Linked DNA regions of Sus scrofa: region 1 is linked to region 2. Evidence: chromatin contacts called from public Hi-C data. All regions are on one chromosome and are shown on one strand. The core of a region is the stretch at or near the end of the contact, and the rest is flanking DNA. Distances in the headings are between cores, read along the strand shown.

Region 1 (5,916 bases), core at 3,243-5,742, 580 kb after region 2:
GAGAACAAAGATAGCAGTTTGGATCAGCACACAAGGACTCAACCTCTCACCACCGCCGCCCTCCCCCTCCCCCAATGGCTCAGCACAGGAAAACCCACGAACTCCAGCTTCTCCCCAGAAACGGAAATATTGGACTATGTGTCCGATGTTCCAACTTTTCCAGGTGCCATCAGAGGGACTGTTTTTCTGTCTTACCTGTCTCAAAGTGCTAACAAGACCTAGCACACAATAGTTGTCTGGGGTTTGCTAAGAATAAAGATGGGGGTTAGGGACTAGTACAAAGGTTTGAAATGGCCCTAGAAACTCTTGCCAGGCTGAGTGGCTGGGATTTTCCCTTGTATGAAGCCAGTCCATGAAGACTAGGTGAGATGTCTGTTTTTTCCAATGTATAGATACCAACACAAGGAGTCAAAGAAAATGAAAAAACTGGGAAACATGATCCAAACAAAAGAACAAGATAAAGCTCCAGTAAGAGATCCAAATGAAAAGGAGATATATGAATTACCTGACAGAGAATTCAAAATAAGAGTTAATAAAAATGTTCACTGAGATCAAGAGAACAATACATGGACAAAGTAAAAGTTTCAACAGACAAAAAAATTTTTAAAGAACCCCCAAAAAATCTTGGAACTGAAGAATATAATAACCAAACTGAAAAATTCAATAGAGGGACTCAACATCAGAGTACTTCAAGCAGAAGAGTCAGTGAGCTCAAAGACAGATTATTTGAAATTATCTAGTCAGAGGAACAAAAAGGAAAAAGGGAGTCCCATCATGGCTCATCAGTAACAAACCCTACTAGCATCCATGAGGATGTGGGTTTGAGTCCTGGCCTTGCTCAGTGAGTTAAGGATCTGGTGTTGCTGTGGCTATGGTGTAGGCTATGGTGTATGGCTGGGCAGGGAAACTGGCCCATGCTGAGACTCCCTAGACCTCAAACGGTAAAAGTTGATGCTTGGGATCTTGGACAAGCAAAATGAGGAGCAATGATGTCACTTTGCTTATGAGAATTATTAAGCATTAAAAGCTGCAAGGAAGCATAGAGATAGAATTTAATGCCTCCCTTCTTTGTGTGTGTGTGTGTGTGTGTGTGTGTGTGTGTGTGTGTGTGTGTGTGTGTGTGTGTGTGTGTTGTAGACGCACTCAAGGCATACAGACGTTCCTAGGCCAGGTGCCACAGTTTCAACAATGCCTGATCCTTAACCTACTGCACCACATGGAAACGCCCCCCATTTCTTTTTCTCTTTCTTTTTTTGTGGTCATGCCCACAGCAGGTGGAAACACAGGGCACAGGGATTGAACCTGTGCCACATTGGTGACACTAGGAAACTTCCCCTTCCCTTTCTTGTATATTACACCTTTACATAAAAAGTTGCAGAACAGAGAATTAACATTTACTTTGATGGAGGTTTATAGGAACATGGTGATCTGACCCTGACCATGACCATGACCAGACCTACATGGACAGCTGCCAAGAACAAAGGATTCCATATCAAGAAGTTTACAACAACTAACCATACCCCTATTCACCTTTCCTATAAAAGGGCTTAGTTGAAAGACTTTGAGGAGTTTGTATTTTTTAGGGCATGAGCCACCTGTCTCCTTGCACAGACTTGCAATAAACTTTTCTCTGCTCCAAACTCTGATGTTTCGGTATTATTTGGTCTCAATGTGCCTCAGGCACATAGACTTGCAATTGGTAGCACCAGGAAAAGACAGAAGCGCCAGAAAGCTTATGCAAAGAAACAGCCAAAAACTTCCCAAATCTAGGAAAGGAAATAGATATCCAGATCCAGAAAGCCCAAAGGACTCCTCAAAAAATAAAACAAAACAAAACAAAACAAAAAAACCACTTCAAGACACACTAAAACAGAGCAAGAGAAAAGTGACTCGTCACGTACAAGGGAATCCTCCTCCTAAGACTGCACAGGCTAGCTCATTAGAAAGGATGCTGAGCAGCAACATTAACACAGAAGAAAATAAAACCTTCTGGAAATGGTAAACATGTAAACAAATGCAGAACACTATCATACCATAATGGTGGTGTTTAATGCTTATTTCTAGTATAAAAGTTAAAAGTCAAAAACATTAAAAATAAATACAAAATGTGTTAATGGACACAAAATACAAAAATACGTAAATGGTGACATCAATAACACAGGGTAGGTGGCAAGAAATTACAGTTTTTATAGGAGATTAAATTTATCAGCTTAAAATATCTGTCACAGAACTAAAAGACATATATAGAACATTCTGCCCAACACCAACAGAATATACACTCTTTGCAAGCAAAGAACATTCTCCAGGATAGATGACATCTTATGCCACAAAGTAAATTTTAATAAATTTGAGAAGAAACTAATAATCCACAGCAGAAGGAATACTAGAAAATGTGGAAATTAAACACAGTCTTGAACAACCAGTGAGTCAAAGAAGGTATCAAAAGGGAAGTCAGAAAGTATTTTGAGACAAAAATGAAAACATAACATACCAAAACTCATCAGATGTAGCAAAAGTACTAAGAGGGAAGTTTATACCAAAAAAATACCAACATGAAGAAAGAAAGATCTCAGAGATTCCACTCTGCCTCAGCAGGTTAAGGACCAGACATTGTCTCTGTGAGGATGCAAGTTTGATTCCTGGCCTTGCTCAATGGGTTAAGGATCCAGCATTGCTGTTAGCTGCAGTGAAAGTCACAGATGCGGCTCAGATCTGGTATCGCCATGGCTGTGGCACAGGCCACAGCTGCGGTTTCGATTCAATCCCAGGTCTGGGAATTTCCATATGTCATGCGTCCATAAAAAGGAGAAGGAGGGAGGAAGAGTTCCTGCTGTGCAAAGTGATTAAGAATCCAATTGTGGGACGGGTTGCTGCAGAGGTGCAGGTTCAATCCCCAGCCTGGTGCAGTGGGTTGAAGGATCTAGTGATGCCACAGTTGTGGCAGAAGTCACATCTGCAGCTCAGATTCAATCCCTGGCCCAGGAACTTCCATATGCTCTGGAGAATGTTTTCATAGGTATGAAGACTAGAAACATTTTCCTAGGATATAATGGCTGTGAGCAAAGGGACAGCTAGCTATACTTGAGAAGTCCTGTGGAGAAGCACGTACTTATGAAAACAGTGAGTTTCAGTGAAGACAGGAAATGGAATGGGCTTTCTGGGAAGAGAGTAGATTCAAGAGTTATAAATGAGAACTTAAGATCTAAGTCAATATTGAAATGACTGTTTTCAGACTTCAGTCTTAAAAAACAAAAAACTGTTTCCTTTGAAAAGTATGAAAGCAAATTTTAACAAACTGAACATAACAATATGGGTAGTTTCTTAGAATATACCCAGTATATCAAAACTAAGGGGGGGGGGGCCCTACCTCATTATAAAATATGTACTACTGTATTTAGACAGTATTTTTTAAGGTTAGACTATTTTCTTCATAAAAAGGTATTTATAATTCAGACTAAAGGCCAGAATGAATTAAAGTTTTTTACATTGTATTACCTGTAAAAATATCCTACTTGATCACCTATTAGTACAATTTGGGGCTGGAATTTATGCTAACCAGCAGCATGTCTGCCATGTAACTTATGTTTACCAGGCCCATGAGAAACACATTCTCTGACATATCATTGCATTATTATTTATGTAATGAATAATCTTTTAGCAACTGTCTCAAAGACAACTTAGGCTGAATACTACAAAGTAGTAGTGTATACGATTCATATTTTAAACAGGCTGAATTTCTGCTTTCCTTTAAAAAAAACTGAGGAAAGGTTATTTGCAATTCATTCTGGTTTCTACAATGGAGTGACACTGAGATAAATATAGTATCAAGTTACTGTACTTTAAAAACCAAAGGAAGAAAAATTTCAATTTAAAAATAAGTTGCTATGGTTACTCAATGTTTACCTTTATAAGCAATAATTACATGAGCCATCCACGGAATTCCCACAAGGGCAGTAAGATCAGTAGCTGAAGTGCACATGAATTATTTCAAACACCAATTGGGACTGCATACGCCAAACTTCCACCTCAAAGTAGCTACCGTTGGGAAATACTAAAGATGATGATTCACATTCTTCTAAACCATAGAAGGGTGGAGACAAAAATACTGAAAGTAACTATTTTCAAATCCAAGTGATGACTCAGATAGTTTACAACATTTTTCATATTCTTTAGTTTCCTCTATTAAAGAGTGCTATCTAAAATTTTATAAAGAAGTTTCTATTGTTGAAAGAAGGAAAGGGTGTTTCTAATGTGTCTCAGTCATGGAATTTTTCTGCATAAATAGATTTTCATGCCCTCGATAAACATGTACAAAGTCATGCTTATAACCTAATGTTATTTCAGAATAAAACAATGTCAATTCCTTTAAAGGTAGTCAATTTTTAACTTTGTAAGTGGAAAGAAGAGGGTCCCTGTCAGAATTGATAACAAGCTCATTCTTAAATAACTGGGTAGTTAAACGTGCTATCAGTTATTGTATGACAGAAATGTTTCTTTGGCCATGCCTCTGGCATACAGAAGTTCCCAGGCCAGGGATCAAACCCACACCACAGTTGCAGCCTGTGCCACAGCTGTGACAATGCTGGATCCTTAACCTGCTGTGCCACAGGGAATGTCCAATGACAGAAATTCTTTAGTCTGTTTTGTTCACAATGAAAACATTCAGTAATATAAGAATATCTATGAAACTTTGACTGCAATATAATTTTAATGTGACCTCACAATTACCAGGTTCATCATTACATCTAAATTGGCCTACCACCAAAAATATCTACTCTTCTGTGCAACAGACTAACAAATATGTTTGTTCTTTAATATTAGGGCTATCCTAAACTAAAATAGTATGTCACATCAAACTGGGTCAAACAATATCTTTACTGTTTTTTTATTGATATCTTATTATCATCATGAACAAAAAGTAGTAAAATAAGGTAGTTCCAAGGTGACTGATCTTTACTCAACACCATCAGGTAGAACACCTGAGCTCTTTCCAGCTCTTCTGTCAGACTCAACATGGACCTTTGCATATTTCCCTTTGTAGTCACTGCAAGGCATCATATCAGACACATACTGCTATCCAAGAGAAGGGGGAGTTTCCTTCTGTGTCTACCTTTTCAGATACAAAGAAGACTTCACAGAAGCTACCTAAACTGACTTCCCCCAAAATATGACCAGACTTGGCCAATCACATGTCCCTTTCTAAACAAATCATGACCAGGCAAAGAAGGATTACTCTGATTAGCTTACACTATTAGGGATTTCTCCAAGTCACATAAGCCAGGGGCAACCAAACAAAACTGGGACATGCAAGGAAGGAAGTGGGTAATGGCCAGTGAGTAGGCAACTAACAGTATATTATTTACTATATAGAAAGATTAAATCTTGGCATTTTATTTCAATAGTTTAATTTTACCACCATTATGAGATACTCTGAGGGCTCTGGAGATTTATTTTTAAAAGGGAGAAAAAACTAATCATCAATAATTTGTTTTGGGAAGGACCAAAGGCAATCATTTCACAAATGCTACTGAGAAAAGAAAACAGTACACTTTAGAATATGAACCTATATAATTACACTTTAATTTTAACCAATTAAAATCAAAGTTTTATATCAAAAATGTTTCCTATTAATCTCGCTTTTCTCCTTTATGAAAAGTAAATCTAATTACTAGACATAGGGTCAAACCGCATCTAGAGTAATGAAACCGAAACACATTCAAAGATGGCAGCCAGAATGATCGTGGATTTAAAAACCACATCCTAAGTGTCAGTAGAGCTAAAGATGTTTCATCTGAAAAGGAGCCAAGGAGAATATGATAGCTGTAAAACATCTGAAGTGCTATCATTGTGAAGAGATTTCAAATTGCACAGTTCTAGAAGTAAGAACTAGAATCAAGCAGGGAGATAAAATCTAGC
Region 2 (6,874 bases), core at 2,335-4,834:
CCATGTGCCATGGGCAAAGCCAAAGAAAAAACCAAATCAAAACACGTATGATTTGTGACTATCATATGGACAGCACAACTCCTCTAGGGGTAGGTAGCCATTTACAGTTTTTGATTAGATGTAGGACTCAGAGAAGCGTTGGTTAAGGAATAGTAGTTTCAGGTAGATTTGGAGGGAAAAGAATTGATAATTGCATACTTACTGGAGAATGCTCTAATAAAAATATGATAGAACTGTGTTGCAACTTTGTTATCTCCTGTTTTTTGTTTTTTGTTTTTTAACAGGGGCTGCGGTTTATCCAACTGAAAAATCCTTGGAGTCATTTACGTTGGAAAGGAAGATACAGTGAAAATGATGTAAAAAACTGGACCCCAGAATTGCAAAAATATTTAAACTTTGATCCTCGAACAGCTCAGAAAATAGACAATGGTAAATATCTTTTTCATTTAATAATATTTAATCTTTAAATAATGTGCTTTCATAATATTAAATGTACTTTAACTTAAATCATTTATCATTAAGATTTTTTTACATTAACAAAGACATCTAATTTTTAGGAATATTTTGGATTTCATGGGATGATCTCTGCCAATATTATGATGTGATTTATTTGAGTTGGAATCCAGGTCTTTTTAAAGAATCAACATGTATTCACAGGTAACTTTTTTGTACATTTCAGAATATGCTTTATCATAGTCTCTCTTTTTTTCATTTAAAATGAAATTATTTGGGAAGATTGCTGTTCTATCTTCTATCATACCTACAGATTACTATCATGTAATAGTTATTTCCTTTATATGCTTCTTGGTTATGCTAAAGTTTTTTTAAAAAAGAAAACCTGATGACCTGATTGTATTTGAAACACAACACTTTTTTTTTTTTTTGTCTTTTTGGTCTTTTTAGAGCTGCACCCACGGCATATGGAGACCAGGCTAGGGGTCTAACTGGAGCTGTAGCTACTGGCCTACACCACAGCCACAGCAACACCAGATCTGATCCGCATCTGTGACCTACACTACAGCTCACAGCAATGCCGGATCCTTAACCCACTGAGCGAGGCCAGGGATTGAACCCTCATCCTCATTGATCCTAGTCCGGTTCTTTAACCACTGAGCCATGACAGGAACTCCCGAAACACAACACTTTTTAAAGTAGTGTTTCATTTTAGCGCTATGATAAATTTAATTCTTACTGTCTTTGTTGATTTTGTCTCTTAGTACTTGGGATGCTAAGCAAGGACCTGTGAAAGATGCCTATAGCCTGGCCAACAACCCCCAGTACAAGTTGGAGGTGCAGTGTCCACAAGGCGGCGCTGCAGTTTGGGTTTTGCTTAGTAGACACATAACGGACAAGGTACTGATACCCTTCTTTTGTCCCATATAGGAATTCTTTTAAATATTACTAGACCTTTGTGAGCGAGATAAATAACTTGGTCATCAGCCTGTTTCATTTATATAAATGGCTTGAAAATAGTGTTTTCATAAATGAATGTTTTCCTTGAAGGAAATTGGTATTTTGTAATTATAAAAATTCTCATACCAGAATCATCTCTGAAGAAAAATATGAGGGAGTTTATGCTTTCCAGTGAGGGTTTTAGTGTTGATTATATGTGCTTTAGGTTTTAAGAATATTAACATTAAAATATGTTGAAGAAGGTTTGAAAATGTTGATTCATTGGCCTGGTATTGTAAAAGATAACCACAATTTTAATGGTTGCAGAGGTTTTTGTTTTTAGTATATTGCTTCTAAATTTTAGTATATTTCAATGTGGTCATCTATTGAAATGACAGTTTAATTCAGAAAAACATTTTTTATGGCACTAAATAAAAATGCTCTTAAAATTTGAAGTAATCTCCTTCCTCTCCTGTTCCCCATTCCATACACACTTTTGAGCCCATTTTCCTAAACACATTGTGTTCTTTGTGCTTTCAGGATGACTTTGCAAATAATCGAGAATTTATCACAATGGTCGTATACAAGACTGATGGGAAAAAAGTTTATTACCCAGGTATGTTTAGTAAATAGACATTCAAACAAACATTGAAATTCTATTTGTGTGGTGCAGTTGAAAATGACAAACTTTATATAGTGGAGAAATTAGTAAATTTGCTGATAAACTGATCGAAACTACCTTAGTGTTTTGTTTTGATTCATTTTTGCTTTAGAGACCTCAGGAACTTGGGATTTCGACACCCTTGCGCATTGCTATCAGAGCTTTATTTCCAAAATTTAAATCAAAACCTTTTTCTCTGGTCAGAAATTCTGTGGTTCTCCATGGACTCTTGAATGAATCTAGGCTCTTCAGTGTGGGGTCTAAGGCTCGTTATATTCTGGCCTTGGCCTTGTTGACCCCCTGTATCTCATGCCCCATCTCTTCCCAGTATCCTCGGCACGGGACTGCCCACTCCTAGACACATCATACCCTGTTGCCCTTGCACCCCTTTTCACACAGTTTCTTCTGCCAAGAACCTCTCTTCTCCCTGCCCTCCGCCCACATACTCCTTTTACCCTATTCTGAGTAATGAACTTGGTTAAGATCCAGCTTGGGTTTTTTCCCCTGTGATAGCCTTCCTGCCAGGCAAAGTAAATCTTTCCCTCTGCAGAACTCCTCAGGCATTAACATTTTGTTAACATTTTGATACTGTTTCGCTTTCATAATAAAAAAATTTTTATCACTTACTATATGATAGGAACTGTTAGTTTATGTTCTAGTCCGAGAGACAAATAATGAGAAAAACAACAGAGAGTGATACGTGTGTGTAAAGAAATAAATAGGATCACATGTTAGCGACTGCTTGGCTACTTCGGTTGCATGGCCATGGACAGCTTCTGAGAAAGGATAAGACAAGAAAAGATAATGACAAACAGGCATCAGTCTCACAGAGAAACAGAGGTAAAATCATTACAAGCAGAGGAAACAGCAAGTCCAACCTTAAAATGAAGAAAAAATAGTGTTTTCTGGGAACAGAGAAAGGCCAGCAGGCCTAGGGAGGTGTGGTGTCAGAAGTGGTCAGAAAGCATGCAGACAGAGAGCACATGAAGGCACGAAAGCCACAGGAGGGGTTTGGATTTTATTCTATATGCAGTGGGAAATCTTTGAAGACTCTTAATCGGGTAAGTGACATGATCTGTTTTTTTTTTTTGTTTTTTTTTAACAAAATTCTTTGTAGAATATATAGGAGGGGACGAACCATGGAAGCCGAGAAATCGATTAGGTATTTATGTATGTGAGAAATGATGGTGGTGTAAACTTAGGGTGGTGAAGAGTTGACAGATGTGGGTCAGGATTGTCAGGACTGTTGGGTTAACACCGAGGCAAAGAGGAATGAAGAATGATTCCTGGGTTTTGTTTGGGGTTTTTTGCCTTAGGCAATAGAACATTTACTGAGACAGTAGGTGTTGGTGGGAGCAGGGGAGGCAGCAGGAGTTGTTGTGGAGTAAAACTAAAAGTTAATTTTGGGTTTTGTTAAATTGGAGATGCTCTTTACCCATCAAAGTGAAGGAGCCATGTAGACAGTTGGGTCTTTTAGTTCTGGGGTAAAGGTTAGAGCTGCAGAAACAGGTCGGGGAGTCGGGGTAAGGTACACGAGTCACGTCTACAGAGTCCTGGGTACACTGATGAATACCCAGTGCCTGGCCCTTGGACTCTGGCATCTTAGGTTGAGCAGAGGACAGTTTATCTCAGAAGAATTTGAACAGAACACCTGATCACATAGCGTAAGGTTTCATGTAACCCGAGGGAGGAAAACATTCCATGGGGAAAAGAGTGAAAATTGCATACACTGCTGTATCTGAGGTCCAGTGAGACTAGGTTAGAGAAGAGACTGTTGGACTAGCACCCTGGCAGCATCACTGGCTGGGCCGGAAGCCCAGGATGAGTGGTTTGAGGATGGACGAAGCCATCACCCACAGTTCTTGAAAGAAGGCTGTGCAGAGAAATGGGCAGTGATGAGGGAGCTGGGGTCCCAGTGGTTCTGTCAGGTTTCATCTTGCTCGATCATAGGAAAAGATGGCCTTCTCCCCAGTTATGCTGTGTGGAGGGCAGTCACTGCTTCTTACTAGCTGGTATCTTGAGATTTTCTGGAATGGGCATGGTATGTAGGATGACAAATATCCAGTTAAACTAGCCAAATTTTCCATTTTTCACGTTGGTCATTATACAACCAAAAAAAGCACAAATGCTGTGTGTATCCTTGTAGCATGGCTTTTGAATTTCAAACAACCTGTTACTCTTTTTACTTGAATTTTTTATTAAAACAGTGCTTCATCTCTTATACATTGTGACTTTGCCATTTCAGGGTACTTTCTGGTTTACAGTTTATTTTCATCACAGCACTCTGAGGTAAATTGGACAGGGCTTATTTTTCTCCATCTGACAGAAGAGTAAACTAAGACATAGGTCAGAATCTGTTCAGGGTCACAGATATGCCTGGTTTGTATTTTTTTTAACCCTTCACACCAGATCACACCACCTAAAGCATGAGAGACTTACTGCCTATTTAAGATACTAAAATGTTTAGTTTTCCTACAAATCACATTATAAGTGTTCCTAAATAGGCTGAGTGATGTAGCGTTGATCCTAAATGACGTATCTTAATTGATATGCATGAAGTGATTTCATTGTCTTGATTCATGAGACTGTCAGAGAATGTATCAGGTAGCATTGTCTGTGATGGAAACATACTGGAAATAATCTGAATTAACATATCGTCTGCATGACTCAATGGGGATGTATAGATAAAATGTGTCCTATTCATGATGGCATATGATATTGCACACACATATCCTTTTAAAAGGAATAAACCATATCTATGTATCTCAAAACGTGTGGAAAATGAAAGACGGAAAACAAGATATATACTATCTGATTTTTTTAGTTATATGTTCACAGAAATAACATTATCCATTGTTTTTAGGGGTGTGTGTACATGTGTATGTGTGTGCGTAAGTCTGAAAAGATGCCCATTGGACCCTTCAGAGTGGAATGGCCTGAGTCTTCAGGGTGGTGGTTAAAAGGAACTTTGTTTTGTAAAGAAGATAGTATGACCAAACCGTGTTTATTCTGAGTGGGAGGGAATGTAGATATATGTTGTTATACTTCTTTATATCTTCTTAAAACTTTCCTCAAAAGAAAAAAAGCCAATCTCTATTTTATAGTCCTCTCCTGGGAGAGAGAAATGCAAGATAGAGCAAACAGCAGGGATTATCTTGTACCTCACTGAATGTACTCCGAAAGATTGCTTTTTGCTTATTATAACTACTTAAAGTTTTAAATTTTGTTAAGTTTTAAATTGAACTTGTAATTCTTTATACCATTATATTTTCAAGGTAGAAAAGGGATGTCCAGCCATTGAATTATTTTTCCTACCATCAAACTTAGATTTTAAAACTAAAGGCCCGTCATCTGTAAACCTACTTGTTTATTTGCAGCTGACCCACCTCCATACATTGATGGGATTCGAATTAACAGCCCTCATTATTTGACTAAGATAAAGCTAACCACACCTGGGACCCATACCTTTACATTAGTGGTTTCTCAGTATGAAAAACAGAACACAATCCATTACACAGTCCGGGTGAGTAAAGCAATGTATCATGACAAAGCAATAATAGAAAGTACGTAACATGCTCTGCTTTCTAAATGGGATTATCTACAGAAAAAGTGTATTTCTGAAAATTGATCTTTATATATTGTTGAGTGTGATCTTTATATATCTGTATAACAGCTTAATAATAAATTATGATGCTTCTTGCAGAAAATAATGCTTTTGATCAGTAACGTTTTTCTGTGAATAACATTTTGGGCTTTTTTGGGTTTTTTTTTTTTTTTTTTTTTCCTTTTTAGGACCACACCTGAGGCATATGGAGGTTCCCAGGTAAGGGGTCGAATCGGAGCTACCGCTGCCAGCCTATGCCATAGCCACAGCAATGTCAGATCTGAGCCGCATCTGCGGCCTACACCACAGCTCACAGCAATGCTGGATCCTTAACCCACTGAGTGAGGCCAGGGATCAGACCCGCAACCTCATGGTTCCTAGTCCGATTCGTTTTCATTGCGCCACAACAAGAGCCCCTGTGAATAACATTTTGAATGAACATTTTAGTTTTCAGAGTAATAATTAATCCCGAGGTATGTTGGACTAATAGATTTACAGAGTAAGCAATAAAAACTCCTTTCGTCTACATAGTCCTTTTATTTGCTTTAAAAAAGAAGACTTTGAGGGCGTTCCCTGGTTGGTGCAGTGGTTTAGGAACCTGGCATTGTTCATTGCCGTGGCTTGGGTGACTGTTGTGGCTCTGGTTTGCTTCTTGGCCTGGGAACTTCCACATGCTGTGGGCTCACCGCCATCCCCCCGCCCCCTGCTGCTCAAAGAGAAGACTTTAAACTTAGTGAAAGGAAATCAGTTGCCTCTAAACGTACTGCTCTCATTCATCTGGGAAGGTCACTGTAATTTTGTTCTGCATAGATTTGTTTGCCATAGATCAGTAAAGAAGCTCAATTTGAACAGATTTTTTTTAGTGACGAGGGGACATTGAGGAGCTGCATTGGGAATAAAGAATGCTTTGTTCTGCAGATGCAGAAGCCAAGGCCTAGAGAGATTGTGGTGTGTCCTGAGTCACACAGAGTGAGCAGAGAAAGCCAAGACAAGACCCCTAGCTGCCCAACTCAGTTCTTTAATCCTGCCCTGATCCCAGGCTGCCTATAGAATTAGGACTTTTATACAGGCCAACTAAGTTTTTAGCCTTCCAAAACATTCTTTTATCACTTTAGTTATTTTTATAAGTATAAACTTTATCATCATCATAATTTTTTTTAATTCTAGGTATACTCAGCGTGCAGCTTTACTTTTTCAAAAATTCCTTCACCATACAC

Evidence for each region. A called contact is a pair of places that touch in the nucleus more often than the background predicts.
Region 1: a Hi-C map of mesenteric adipose tissue shows a contact between it and region 2, with 1.5 times the contacts expected there. The contact joins two enhancer-like sites. A contact is called at or near these places in 2 of 47 Hi-C or Micro-C datasets (embryonic fibroblasts and mesenteric adipose tissue).

The regions. Positions count from the first base shown.
Region 1 is chr13:3,067,974-3,073,889 of Sscrofa11.1, forward strand. It overlaps a transcript of ANKRD28 not described here. Among named protein-coding and RNA genes, the nearest start is that of ANKRD28, 13 kb to the left of the region's middle. Within about 2 kb of position 4,493, at least 13 of the 83 cell types and tissues checked have an H3K27ac peak or open chromatin away from gene starts, as enhancers often do. A contact at or near this core is called in mesenteric adipose tissue, where this site is marked.
Region 2 is chr13:2,493,192-2,500,065 of Sscrofa11.1, forward strand. CAPN7 (calpain 7) reads left to right here. Exons shown (of 21, transcript NM_001097443.1): 13 at 285-429; 14 at 558-657; 15 at 1,218-1,353; 16 at 1,933-2,008; 17 at 5,431-5,576; 18 at 6,825-6,874. Among named protein-coding and RNA genes, the nearest start is that of CAPN7, 44 kb to the left of the region's middle. Within about 2 kb of position 3,585, at least 10 of the 83 cell types and tissues checked have an H3K27ac peak or open chromatin away from gene starts, as enhancers often do. A contact at or near this core is called in mesenteric adipose tissue, where this site is marked.